3 separate regions of the Mus musculus genome follow, and all the other regions are linked to region 3. A link is a contact called in public ChIA-PET data. All regions are on one chromosome and are shown on one strand. The core of a region is the stretch at or near the end of the contact, and the rest is flanking DNA. Distances in the headings are between cores, read along the strand shown.

Region 1 (4,540 bases), core at 729-3,228, 170 kb before region 3:
TGTGTTTGTGTGGTATCCCCACCTCTTTTCCCCCCCGGCTAGCCCAACAGGCACTTTCCCTGTCACACCTGGGAGAAGAGTCTGACAAGGAAGGCAGGCACTGTGCAGGACCAGGTGAGCAGTCAGATCTGTGACCCAAGGGCATTAGAGTGCAACCTGAAAGGCACAGGACCTAGGGGATTACTGAGGTGAGCGTTCATGCCAAGTCTGGTGCTAGGACTTGATCCTGTTGCTGGGGGGCCTTGAAGTAGGTCGCTCACTGTTGATTCTGATAAGTTGCCTGGCTTGTACCTTAATACCCAGCACTCAAGAGGCAAAGGCATGAGTTTAAGGCTAGTCTAGTCTGCATAGTTTCAGGACAGCCAGGGCTGTGTAAAGAGATCTGTCTCAAAATAAAATAAAAAGGAAAACAAAATTTGAGATGTCTGCTGGGCCACAAGCAAGTTAACACATGTACTTTCTGTGCCCCACTGTGCATGTGTCTGCGTTCACTGGTCTAGCAAGACTGAAATAAGAGTGTTCATGTCAGGCATGCATGTTCTAGACCTAGCTGTTGTCTGCCCCTTTGTCTTCTTTGTCCTTGCCCTCTCCCCTGATGACCAGATGTCCTCTCTCCATGTCCTCCATTCCTCAAATGTCCCCCACTTGAGGCTCTCAGAAGTCAACCCAGATCAGACCAAACTGGACTGGGCTAGGTGGATCTGGCCGAATGGTCTGTGGACTAGATCCGAGTGACTTCAGCTAAGTGGCCGGTACTAACTATGCTAGGACTGCAACGTTTTCCTTCCATGGGTGGAGGCGGCTCTTACTGCCTGGTAAAAACAGAACTGTTGGGATAACTTGAGAAAGGAAAACAGCCACGGCAGGCAGCAGGCCAGGATCCGAGCTGTGTGGAAAGAATGCCATTTTATGGGAAACATTTTGTTTTACCCTTAAAGAAATCATCTCAGGCACTAAATGATGGGCATAGTCTGATGGAGCTTGAAATATTAGCTGAGAGTTTGAGCCAGAAAAGCAGTGCAGTGAAGTCTGAGCTGTGAAGAAGCAAATGGAACAAGCTGAGTGACTTTGCCACCTCACCCTGTGAGTGACTGGAGTGCTTTCCTAACTGCCCTGGCCTCATGTCCTGTCTCTCTCTGGCCATTCCTGTTATCAGGAAGCCATCTTTAAGGACTTTATGTACCCATCTGAAGGACCATCATTCTTCATTCTCCCTTTTACATCTCCACAGGATGTCCCTTGACATCCCTTTCCATGTTGTCCTAGCTTCCTATCTCTGCCACGGCTGTAACCAGATTACCTCAAGCCCGTGTCCTCTCTCCTGCTCCTGAATTGTTTCCCACCCACTCTGATGTTCTTCCTTTCTCTGTTATTTCAAATGCTTGTTATTTAGTCTGAGTAAATTTGGCTACAAAAAAACGAGAATGTGCATAGCACACAGACTACAGTCCTGGGCTAGCTCTGTGGGGCTGGCTAGAGCTGTGATTCCAACAGTGAAAAGAGTGTGTGTGTATGTGTGTGTGTGTATGTGTGTATGTGTGTATGTGTGTGCGCGCGCGCACGCGTGTTAACTGTAATAGCTTTTGCTACATGATCTATTATTGACTTTGGAAGAACACATTAACTTTTAAACATAAATTGTGTATCACTATTATACAGTAAGAATTAATATTTTAAGGTATGTACATGAAAATAGAGTTTAGATAACTTCATTATTCTAAGAACTAAAATATATAACACAATAGCACCTTATGCAATGGTATATTTTAAAGACAATGCACTTGGAGTTTAAAGAAAACTCTCTATTGTAAGATTCAAAAGACTCCGACTTCTTGATTACTGCACATTTAATAACTTAGAGAAAACCCCCTTTGCCATTTCCATTTTAGCCTTTGTGTGCATGCTGAGATCAGAAGTATTCATAGGCTGGCTTTCCAGCCACTGGGGTGACTCACAAGCCATCCTCTGTGTCTGGTGTATCTGAAGCAAAGGTCCAGAGGGTGGTGAACCAGCCTTTGTGAGTCATAGTGTCACCGAGAGCCGACACTGTTGACTTCTGTCACAATTTGGAGCTTACAATTTTCTTAAACTCATAGTGATGTGTCCAGGTTAAATATAAAGACTGAACAGGGGAGTGAGGCACATGGCCCGAGCTGTTCATGGCCCATAGCGGCAAGTAGTCAGCTCTGTCTCTTCTCCTTCTGATAAAATGCTAAAGTTTGGAGCAATTTAATCTGTTTTTACAACACCTTTCTTATTACACACTTGACTTGGAGCCACAAAAGCAGTGGTGATCTCTGTTGGGGTGAGAATGCACCGTGACTTTTAAGTCTGTGAATTCAGGGAGGTCTACATTCTGTTTACGCCTTTGAGACGCAGTGTGCACTTGCTACACTTCTGCCGTGTGTGTGTGTGTGTGTGTGTGTGTGTGTGTGTGTGTGTGTGTGTGTGAGAGAGAGAGAGAGAGAGAGAGAGAGAGAGAGAGAGAGAAAGGGAGAGAGAGAAAGCGAGCGAGCGCGAGCGCACCCAGAATGTTAAAGGTAGGTGATTTAGGCTTGAAATAGTTTGTCACAGTGTTTGTCTTTTGTGACATAAGTCTTTTATATTCTGTTGTAATTCTGGAAACCAGTATTTAAGATTTTTGTTTTGTTTTAAAGTTACTTAACTCTTTACTGGACTCACAGCAGCCAGTGGCGGCTGATAGACTTCAATCACTTGTAGCCCTGGATGCACAAGCCAGTAGTAAAAGCAACCCTTGAGAGCTGGGAGCATGCAGCCAAGTGCCCACAGTTACTGGTAGCCACTCCCTGCACCCAGCAACCTGGTGGGTATGGGTGGCTGCCCTTATACCTGAGGCAAGGCTCCCCTGGAGTTTCCTAGGCATGGTGCCCTTGCCTCTTTTAAGAGTACTGTTGCTTTGTGAGAATCCATAACTAGTCCACACTTGCCGAGCTATGGTCTCATACAATAGCTTCATTGATTCTTGATTTCCATAGAAAAGCTTTATGGGTTCTAATGAATTACCAGCCGCCCTTCACCTCCTCAGAGAGTGTCTTTGTGTCCTGGGCCTTGCCTTTGGAAAAGGACTTATGTGAGTGATGGGTGCAGAGTAATTAATGAAAGTTGTTATGAAGCAACCAAGCCGGGGAGGGTTGTGTGTGTGTGTGTCTGTGTGTCTGTATGCAGTTTACTGTATTGCTTAGATGCTTAAGTAATCCTGTGTACCTGGGCCTTGTTTCTATACCTCTTCCTACCCTTGTATTTATAATAAATCTTTAACAAATACAATATTGAACATTCTATATCCAAATCTCATGTCAGATCAAATCATGCAAGATCTTGACATTTTTGCTCTCTTTAAGCTGGACCAAGAGAAAATTGCTATATTTTGTAGCCTCAGGAAGACAGTCTGGTTTGTGTAATGTTATACCATTAAATTTTCATCTGTTCCCTAGACTGATTCTTTTTAAGAGTCTACAACTTAAAACCAGAAGAGATTCTGACATCTCTGTGTGTTCTGAAATCCCTGCCAGCTTTAAACTGGTCTAACAGGAAAAATTAAGACCATGACCGGCTGCCCTCAGCACTTACTCCTAACAACAGTCACCCGCTCGTCCCCACGCACCTCCTCACAGCCTCTCTGAGTGGAACCATTAATGCACCCATAGCTGACACTTGCCGAGTGTCAAGCCCAGTTCTGAGTGATTTATGTGCAGCAGCTGACGTGAATGTCCCACTGAAGCCCGCCACAACCCACACAAAGACAGTGCAGACTGCATCGGACACTCTGTGTACGTTGGTGCAATATTAGCTAGTCAAGTAACTGCTACAAAAATAATGCTTTGGGCAGTATCCTAAAATTCTTAGTCCTCAACCACCAGCACAAAGCGCACATTTCTAAATTGAGACAATCTCAACCAGCATGTATTTTGAAAACACTTGAAAGTATGCTGATAATTACACTTGTGTTGATTTCAGTGTGTTTGATGCCAGCCACCACCAATTCTTTCCTGCATCGAAAGATGAAAGCTATTTTCATATAAAACATAAGAGTGGAAAAGGGAGGTGGGAGAAGAACATTCTTGTGGCTTTTTAGTTACTTTTATAGGCAGCGTTAATTTCATTCCTGTGACAGAATGCTTTCCTTGGCACTCACTCTCATCTTAGGCATTTTAATGAGCTGCTGTTTTGTGCCTGTGCTCATATGGCACTAATAAGATGTGTTATTTTTAGTAGCACCTACTGGTGTCACCTTGGGTTAGGACCTGTCATTGTTTCCATTAATTATGTGTTACAGCAGGCGGACACTTGAGTGTATTCAGCCTAGACGTCAGCCAATGTGTATCTGATATATATTCAACCTTGAGAGCCCCGCACTTGGAGAAGACCACATGTGGCCTCACAAGTATTTGTGGCATTGATTAGATGATGAAGCTCACAGTGGTATTTACGTTTGCAATCCTCCATGATGCTGCAATTAACCAAAAAAAAAAAAAAAAGCCAAAACAAAACCTTTTATCATTTTGTTTAAGCTTGCTAT
Region 2 (4,336 bases), core at 633-3,132, 190 kb before region 3:
CAAAAGTCCAATCTCTCTGCTCTGGAGTTAAAGCAGCAGCGTTTGCTCGGGCCTGCGCCTGTGCCGCCTCCTGCCACAGAGCTCGCCATTCCACATATTTGGCCATACTAGGGAGAGCGGCTTTTGCAATCATTTGCCAGTCGGCAGGAGTTAGTGCCATGCTGGCAAGCCTGTCTAACTGCACCAAGGTAAAATTAGCATTGATTCCATATTTAATCTGCACATATTCTACCGGAGCGTGGACACGCCCACCCTCGGCTCCTTCAAAGACTGGAAATGTCTGTTGTATTTTCCTTTGTTCCTCTCGGGGAATGAATGAGTCTGCGCACTGCCTTTCTGCGCACTGCCTCTCTGCGCATTGCTGACGCACTACGGGCTGACGCACTACGCAGGGCGGGGACTCCGCATAGGGCGGGAGTGCACCTGGTAGCCGATTGCCCTGAGGCCAATTAGCAAACTGGCCTTCGCCAGCCGCTTTTGGCTTTTTTCTTGACCGATTAGCTGGCTGGTAATGGGCTGCTTCTTCCTCCCAGTCTGTTTCCTCAGAGGAGGATTCTTCATCTGCTTCAGAACTACTAAGAGCTGGCTTCCTGAGCTCATCTAGTGACGAGTATCTCCTAGAGACCTCCGCTAATCGATCTTTTTTCTTCTCCCTTTTTCCTCTTTTTCTTCTAATCTCTCTCCAGGTATTCCTACCTAACCTTAACTTTTCCTCGGGTTCAAGACCCTTGGAAAGGCCTGTATACTTACCGTTTCTCCTTGTTCCTACTCTCTCTCTCCGCTTTACTTCTGATAGACTGTCCTGAATTTCCTCTAGAATTTTTAGCCCTGCCTTAAGCACTATATAACATGTGAAAAGGAACAAAAGGGCTCCTAACACTAGAAAAAGTTCAAGGCCAAACATACCTGGTAAAGCCATTTCTCACTTCCGTTCCCCAGCTGATGAGTTCTGAATTCGGCAGTTGAATCCTTCTCAACAGTCTGTGTTACGGGAACCTTATAACCTTGATTCGCAGTTCTGGTTCTGGAATGAAGTATCCCTCCTGCGCCAGTCCGGAGTTTTTTCTCGTCCCGGATTTTCTCGTCCCGGGTTTCGGCACCAATTGTTATTAGACGCGTTCTCACGACCGGCCAGGAAGAACACCACAGACCAGAATCTTCTGCGGCAAAGCTTTATTCTTACATCTTCAGGAAAAGAGAGCAAGAAGCAAGAGAGAGGGAAAAGCAAGAGAGCGAAAAAGCAAGAGAGAGAGAAAACGAAAACCCCGTCCCTCTTAAGGAGCATTCTCCTTCGCCTCGGACGTGTCACTCCTTGATTGGCTGCAGCCCATCGGCCGAGTTGACGTCACGGGGAAGGCAGAGCACAAGTAGTCATAAGATACCCTTGGCACATGCGCAGATTATTTGTTTACCACTTAGAACACAGGATGTCAGCGCCATCTTGTAACGGCGAATGTGGGGGCGGCTTCCCACAGTCCTTTCCACAGCTTCTTCAAATGCCATGCTACTCAGCCGAGTCACTTTTTCATTTTTAGTTTAATTTTCTTTAACTTTGGCATTTATAGTTCAGTACTCAAACTTGTTTACCAGGCTATTATAGCTACGTACTACAGGCAGAGCAGCTTTAACAGCAATTTGATTTTCTTACAGCTTTTGAAAGTTGGAAATCTAAAGTCACAAAGTTGGCTTTTCCTGAGGCTTCTCTCCTTGGCTAGCAGATAGCTTCCCTCCCCACCCCTCATGTGTGCATGCCTGTGCATGTGTGTCAGTGTCTCACACACACATTCGTATTTCTGCCCCTATCTCCCTGTTGTAAGGACACCTGCTACACTGGATTAAGGCTTGGACAAGTGATTTTATTTTACTGTGATGAGTCCTACCTCCAGTACAGTCATTCTGAGATACTGGAGGTTTATGACATCAACCTGAGAAGAGACACAGCTCAGCCCACATCAAAGCTCACCACCAATTTCCTGACAAGTTCCAAATTTCTAGGAAATCTTCAACACAATAAAGGTCACTAGCCAGCCTCACACATTTTAACCCCATGGAGGAATACACTCAGAGTAGTTTTTGGTCCCAAATGATGCTGATTACTTAGTCCAAAAAAAATAAATAAATAAAAATAAAATGAAAAATAAACCAACCTGAAAGTCATGTCTGGTAAAATAAATAAGAAATAAAGGAAGGGATTGTTCTTCTATCTCAGAGAGATACCTGTACTGGCATTGTGTGTGCCCTGTTCAAGGATCCACTATGGCCCATCCTGACACAAGGCCCCTCAGTATAGTAGGAAGCACCATCTTTGCTGAAATGACCCTTCCCATCCCATTGCCTTTCCTGTGCCCAGGTGTCCTTCTTCGTGAGGGGCTGTGAGTGAAGGAAAGACGAAAGAAGCAGTGTTTCCCTTAAGTCTCAGTGAAATTCAGCAGGGAAAAGTGCATACGTAAATAATCAACCTAAACCAGAAAGCAGCCCAACAGCTAGCTTTACAGAGCTCTTGCTATGGAAAGCACAGAGGCTATGGGGATACTGGAAGCTGGTTCCAAAGGACAGGCAGGTTTGAGGCAGAAATCGGGAAGAAACTGGGTGAGGGGGGAACTAACGTGCCCATGTGAGCTGTCAGGTAACCAAAGTCTGTGATATGCTATGTCAGAAACAGGGCTGACACGCAGAGGATGATGGTTCCTGATTCCTGCTGGGAGAGGGGCCATAGTAGCCCTTCTCCATCAGCCTCACACTTACCCTCTGCCCCTCCCAAAACCACGTGTACTGCTCCAGTGATAGAAGAGTAAATTGCTTTTAAATTACTGATAGACTCCACCTTGTGATGTGTTTGAGTCATGATCTTTCCCTTCCAGCCTCCATTATGAACTGGTATGGGGTTGCTTGTTATGTGTGGAGAGCAAGATCTGCCAAGGTCTCCGTTAGTAAGGCAGGACGCAGGTCCCATAGGGACTTGTGATGCAAGGCTCACCAGAGGCTTTTGATGGTATAACAGTTGCTTGAGTGACTATTTCACAGCATGGACAGGTGGGCCAACAGGCCTGTTGGAAAGATAACTTCCTGGGTGAAGGGTTATACCTTTCTCCTCCTCAATAGGATGATGTGATTCAGTGCAGAGAAAAGTTAGACTGACTCTTGTCCCCTTAGTTTTCAACTCGGAACTTTCATGTGTAGAGTTGTTCATTTGCACTGATACTTAAAAAGTAGCATTAAATCTATGTGGCCAATAGTATGTAGCTAGAGCGCACATGGGCTGGACGGGGACTCCTCCACACCCACAGGAATCATTAAAGAAGGCATGGGAAGGAGTGGCTTAGTTGGTAAACAACATGCTTTATGAGTGATCTCCAGAACCTAAGAGAAAATTCTAGGTGCAGTGGCCCCTAGGCTTATTTTATTATCTGAGGCCTGGGGAGTCAGAGACAGGGATCCCCAGAGCTTTAGAGCCAGACAATCTAGACTAATTGGTCAGTCCCTGCTAGAAGAATAGCTCCCAGTGAGAGGCCCTATCTCAAAGGAAGGGAACTGCCTTCATGAAGACTCCAAGCCTCCACAAACATGTACATATACACACATATGCGCCACAACTGCATGCATGCATACATACATACATACATACATACATACATACATACATACATATGCATTAAAATGAGTGAGTATACAGCCTTGGAGAACAAGTCAAATGGTTGAAATACAAATTGTGTAATGCCCAGATCCTGGCAAGGATGGGGGAAGATCCCCAGAGAATTTGATGGTGGAGTGAAACTGAAGGCCTGCATCCTTAGGACCTCAGATTGAGCACTACGTGTGTGTAGGTGGACATGTGCTGGTAGAGGCTTCATGTGTGCCGGGCATGCATCTTACCCCTGAGCTGCTTCCAACTGACCATGTATTTTTAAAGTCAGCTCATAGGACTTATGTATGATTCATGTCAGAATGGCTTTCTTGGTCAAAGAGCATTAGAGAACTTTTTTTTTTCCTTGAGGGGAAAAAAATGGAAATTCTAAACTAGGCCAAATTGATGCAAATACTTTCAGACATGTGGCACCAGAGGAGAGAAATCTAGTATTTGTTTAGTAAACTGAAATAAATCTGTTGTGCCTTTTGAAGCAGAAGGAGAAGGAGGCAAGGACAACTAGCTTTGGGAAGATGGCGTCATATTCCTGTGGCCCCACTGAGAGGCAGACACAGGAGGTTACAGTACACTAGGGGTGGTCTTGCTCTGTATAATAGTAAAGCCCAAGCAAGCTAAGGCTGTGAACTAGAGCCTCTCTCCAACAGAAGAGAGAGATGGATTTGATAGTGAGTGGTTCAAATGATTTATCAA
Region 3 (4,363 bases), core at 1,633-4,132:
ACTTAACCTGTAAAAACGAAAGGTTCTTTCCTATAAGATTGGTTACTTTGCTCCTGTGTTTGTGGTATTAATGTCATAACAGCATACTCTTCTACTCAGGAAATACTTATAAAATAAAAGAAATCGGGCTATAAACACTGCTCAGCAGTTGAGAGCACTGGCTGCTCTTCCAGAGGACCCAGGTCCAATTCTTACCACCTTCATGACAGCTCACAACTGTAACTCCAGTTCCAGGGGATTCAATACTTCACAGAGACATATATGCAGGCAAAACACCAATGCTCATAAAAAAATAAAAAAAAAAAAACAAAACAAAAAAAAAACAAAAAACAAAAAAAAAACAAAAAAAAAACCATAAGAAAAGAAAAAGAATAGAACAAAACAAAACTGTATTTCCTTCCCCCAAACACCAAGGTTTGATGGAAATAGGAGAAACTGTTTTGTTTTTTTTTTTCACCTGAGATAGCCCAACCAGAATTACAGGCCTGAAATTAAGAGGTAATTTCCAAACAACTTTCAACAGAGGCTGACTCTCCGGAATTGGAGGTGCCAACTTCAAATCAGGTGCACTGTGTGTATTCTCTTCAACCAGCTGTGAAGACTTAAAGAAACGTGATCTGGGTGGTAGCTCTAGGGCTTTCCTGCACTCTTCAGACAGGTCCCCAGTGTTTGGGGAATGAGCTTCTCCCTAGCCTGATTGCTTTTAGCCACAGCAAGGACCAGTGCACAAAGCAATAACAGAAGCCCTTCAGCAGCACTAGGAGGCTATTCTTCAACTCAAAGTCTGCCATCCTTACCCTTAGACTCAGGCACAAACACTATTTACACTCTCCATCAGCACACCAAAAGCCTACCCAACAACTCAAAACACAGCGACTCTCACCCTCCGCCTCACCCACCCCCACCACTCCCACACTACCCCCACCACTCCCCCACCCCTCACCCCTACCCTTGAATAAACAATGACAACCTACTACTGCCCAGGCAGTTTTGTCTTCATCTCTGTAGATGACACTGCAGGCTTCCAGTTAAGTCCATTAGAAAAAGTGCTGAAGAACACATTAGTATTTTGTCTTGAGTTTGGTTCTCAGTGGCTGTTATAAAACAATGACCAAAAGCAACTTTAGGAGGAAACAGTTTAGTTGGTTTACAGGATATAGCCACCATCAAAGGAACCCAAAGCAGGAGTTCGAAACAGAAACAACAAAATAGTGCTTAGGGGTTTGAACCTCGTGATTTGTTCAGCAGGACCACCTCCCTAGGGGTGGCACCACCAGAAGTAGGCTGGACCCTCCTACGTCAATCATTAATCAAGAAAATGGACCACAGACATGCCCAGAAGCCAACCTAATGGAGGCTCCCTCTTCCCAGAGAGAATAAGTTGACAACCAAGGTTGGCTCTAACATAATTAAAATATTAGACACTGGCCAGGCTTGACGGTGAACATCTTTGAGCCCAACACTCAGGAAGCAGAGAAGATGAAGGTGGATGTCTAAGTCTGGTCTACAGAGCCAGTTCCAGGATAGCCAGAACTACACAGAGAAACCCTGTTTTGAAAAGTCAAAAAAATAAGGAAGAAATTGTCTTCTTGCCTTTGTCACTGGTGACTTGACTCTGAGTTTACTTCTCCTCTCCATCTTTGCTTCGAACAGGAATTTATCACTCACCAACAAAACCAAGAAAAGATGCCTGCACATTTGTAGGAAGCCATTTTACACTAGGAACTCAAACACACTTCTAGTGAAAAGGCTCCTGCTCTCAGGCAACCTGTGGCCAGTGAGTAAGATCAAGGCCTGTATATCAACAAAGCTTACCTAAGCAGGGTTTCTCACTCTAAGAACAGCTGAGAGCCCCAAGGACAGGTTCAAGTTATTTTTTTTTTTAATCCTGTTAGGTATCACAAACATAAACTAGTAAAGTCCTATGCTTTTAATACTTGTAAAATTAAAAACTAAAAATCTGTAGAAATTTAAAAGTACAGTTTTTACCCATGTAAACACTTGAACAAAGTCCACATGGCAAATGTCTAAAATAAGTGAATTCAATGGACAAGAGTGATTTGACTCAGGTGATACCGTGGTCACTGACATTCACTTCTGACCAGCTTGACCCTGACTCTATGGGCAGTGTGGCATTGCCAGCCACTTCCCTCTTCAAAGCAACAACGGAATGGCAACCTCAAGGTGAGGTCAGACGCTATAAACACTTTCATCTCTGTTCTTTGGTAATGTATCCCAGCATTTCAAGCAGAGCTACTTGTGTGCCAACACAAGCAGCTAGAGGCAATGAAAGTCCAAGGCAGTACCTGGTTAGGCAATGGAGGTGTCTGGAGACTTTTTTATTTTAATTTTATCTTCAAAAGGGTAAAGAGTAAGTACAATCTTTCTAGACAACTTGAGCATGCTAATGAACCCCACCTACTTAATCGTCCTTATCTTCGGGGGCCTGCAAGCCTCAGAAGGAGTTCCTGTAACCGTGTGCTGAGGGCCACTGGACTCATACAGAAGCAGCTTTCTTGTGGTTACGTTTTAGTTCTGTATATAACCAAGTACCTAACTTTGTTTCCTTTACACTCTCAGCCCATGGCTTCCTGTTAAGACAGCACAAGAAATCCTCTTTGATGGGCTCTCTACTCCAAACACAGCGACCAGACGGGACACATCAAAGAGAAAACCCAAAATGTTGTGGTGAAACTAAAAATATATATAAACACTTCCTGAACTGGAACCAGGACAGAAACATAAAGATTCTACCTCGGGAGGAGTTTTGTGCCTCTATGCTTAGAAACCCAAACCAGGCAGAGAACTGCAGGCTAGGCAAGCTGAGAAGGGGACATCTGAACTGACATTTCCGAATGCAATGCCTTTTCACTCAACCCAGCCTGTTGGTGCTGTGCAGTTCGGATCAACCTGATCCAGGCCTCAGCCAGCTTCCTAGAGATGAACTGTCTTATGGCACTGCAGCACCACCTGCTGAAGAGCCAAAAAAAAAAAAAAGAAAAAGAAAAAAAGTCAATCCACAGCTGAAACTGGTTGTGGAGGGATGGCCTCCACATCATTCCAACCAGCTGCTTTCTCTTGTTTTTAAAACTGAAGCCAGTGCTTGCCCAAACTGCCTGAGAATAAACAGTAACCCCTCTTACTTCTCCCATTGCCTGTAATCACCACAGGAAGATGTGTCTGCTTCCCTCACCACAGCGCCAGCCATCTCAGGAAAGACTGTTAGACTCTATTCACATTTTCCATGGGGCTAAGGACACAGCTGAGGCAGCAGAACACAGCCAAATCAACCCTTTCCTCCCCAGCTTGCTTTTGGTCATGGTTTTACCATAGCAACAGTAACTGTAACTAAGACAAATTGGTACCTGGATCATGGGATATTGCTGTGACAAATCTGACTAGGTTGTTTATTGGAGGATTGTTTATTGGAATATTTATTGGAACATTAGGCTAGAAAAGCCAGTGAGTGTTCAAAGCTTAGTGAGCTATTCTGAGGGAACGTTAAAGATAAGATTATTCAGAGCAGGGGCTGGAGAGATGGCTCAGTGATTAAGAGCACTGACTGCTCTTCCAGAGGCCCTGAGTTCAATTCCCAGCAACCACATGGTGGCTTACAATCATCTGTGATGGGATCTGATGCCCTCTTCTGGTGTGTCTGAACAGAGCAACAGTGTACTCATATACATAAAATAAATAAATCTGGGGAAAAAAAAAGAATATTCAGAGCAATGCAGACAATGGAGTCCTGGGAAGCTCCAGAGGGAAGTTTAAAAGCCACCCAAAGACTCTTATCAGGGCTATTTGCTACTCTGAGCTGATAATCTGTGGTTCTGGTTGTCTGGGGCTAAAGAGTCAGCTGTGATTAACAAAGGACGAGAGCCACTAAAATTAAACCTTTGCTGGGACAGTTGATGCTGGTCAGCTGGAGCGAAGAAATCAGTGGTAGTTTTGTTGTTTGTTTGTTTGTTTTTAAGAGACATGGAAGGAAAATCTGCAAAGTGTTTCCCCAGAGTTGGCACACAGAAGCTGTGTTTCAGAAGTGCCCAAGACTTGGTAATGTGTAAGACCATCCAGTTGGTGCTAGTTTTGAAGGCATGAAAGGGTCATAGCAAGCAAGTGGGGCTTGGCACTCTGAGAAGCCAGGACAGGCCATTAGAAAAGGTACAGCCTTAGTAGCAGTTGAAGTCCTACGAAGGGATCGTGGAGACAAGATGAGGCTTGGCATGAGGAAGAGAGCCCTGAAGAAAATCACAGTCCAATTACAGCAGAGACCCCAGCATTTTGGAGACGCCAGTCCATGGGATGTCATGGTCATCTTGTATGGCCGCCAAGGACAGCAACAGCAGTGGAGTGGAGGCTGCCA

The links. ChIA-PET counts read pairs in DNA pulled down with a chosen protein or histone mark.
Region 1: an RNA polymerase II ChIA-PET map of memory CD8 T cells shows a contact between it and region 3, with 41 read pairs. The contact joins two enhancer-like sites. A contact is called at or near these places in 9 of 484 Hi-C or Micro-C datasets (CD4 T cells, the G1E-ER4 cell line, embryonic stem cells and 3 more) and 2 of 115 datasets of contacts at active chromatin or transcription factors (effector CD8 T cells and memory CD8 T cells).
Region 2: an RNA polymerase II ChIA-PET map of effector CD8 T cells shows a contact between it and region 3, with 13 read pairs. The contact joins two enhancer-like sites. A contact is called at or near these places in 5 of 484 Hi-C or Micro-C datasets (CD4 T cells, the G1E-ER4 cell line, embryonic stem cells and 1 more) and 2 of 115 datasets of contacts at active chromatin or transcription factors (effector CD8 T cells and memory CD8 T cells).

The regions. Positions count from the first base shown.
Region 1 is chr13:63,241,768-63,246,307 of GRCm38.p6, forward strand. The region is part of intron 13 of Aopep (aminopeptidase O); the gene reads left to right. Among named protein-coding and RNA genes, the nearest start is that of Gm16907, 53 kb to the right of the region's middle. Within about 2 kb of position 1,979, at least 106 of the 459 cell types and tissues checked have an H3K27ac peak or open chromatin away from gene starts, as enhancers often do. A contact at or near this core is called in memory CD8 T cells and natural killer cells, where this site is marked.
Region 2 is chr13:63,221,674-63,226,009 of GRCm38.p6, forward strand. All of the region lies in intron 11 of Aopep (aminopeptidase O), which reads left to right. Among named protein-coding and RNA genes, the nearest start is that of Gm16907, 73 kb to the right of the region's middle. Within about 2 kb of position 1,883, at least 37 of the 459 cell types and tissues checked have an H3K27ac peak or open chromatin away from gene starts, as enhancers often do. A contact at or near this core is called in effector CD8 T cells, memory CD8 T cells and natural killer cells, where this site is marked.
Region 3 is chr13:63,408,564-63,412,926 of GRCm38.p6, forward strand. The region is part of intron 1 of Fancc (Fanconi anemia, complementation group C); the gene reads right to left. Among named protein-coding and RNA genes, the nearest start is that of Fancc, 21 kb to the right of the region's middle. Within about 2 kb of position 2,883, at least 78 of the 459 cell types and tissues checked have an H3K27ac peak or open chromatin away from gene starts, as enhancers often do. A contact at or near this core is called in effector CD8 T cells, memory CD8 T cells and natural killer cells, where this site is marked.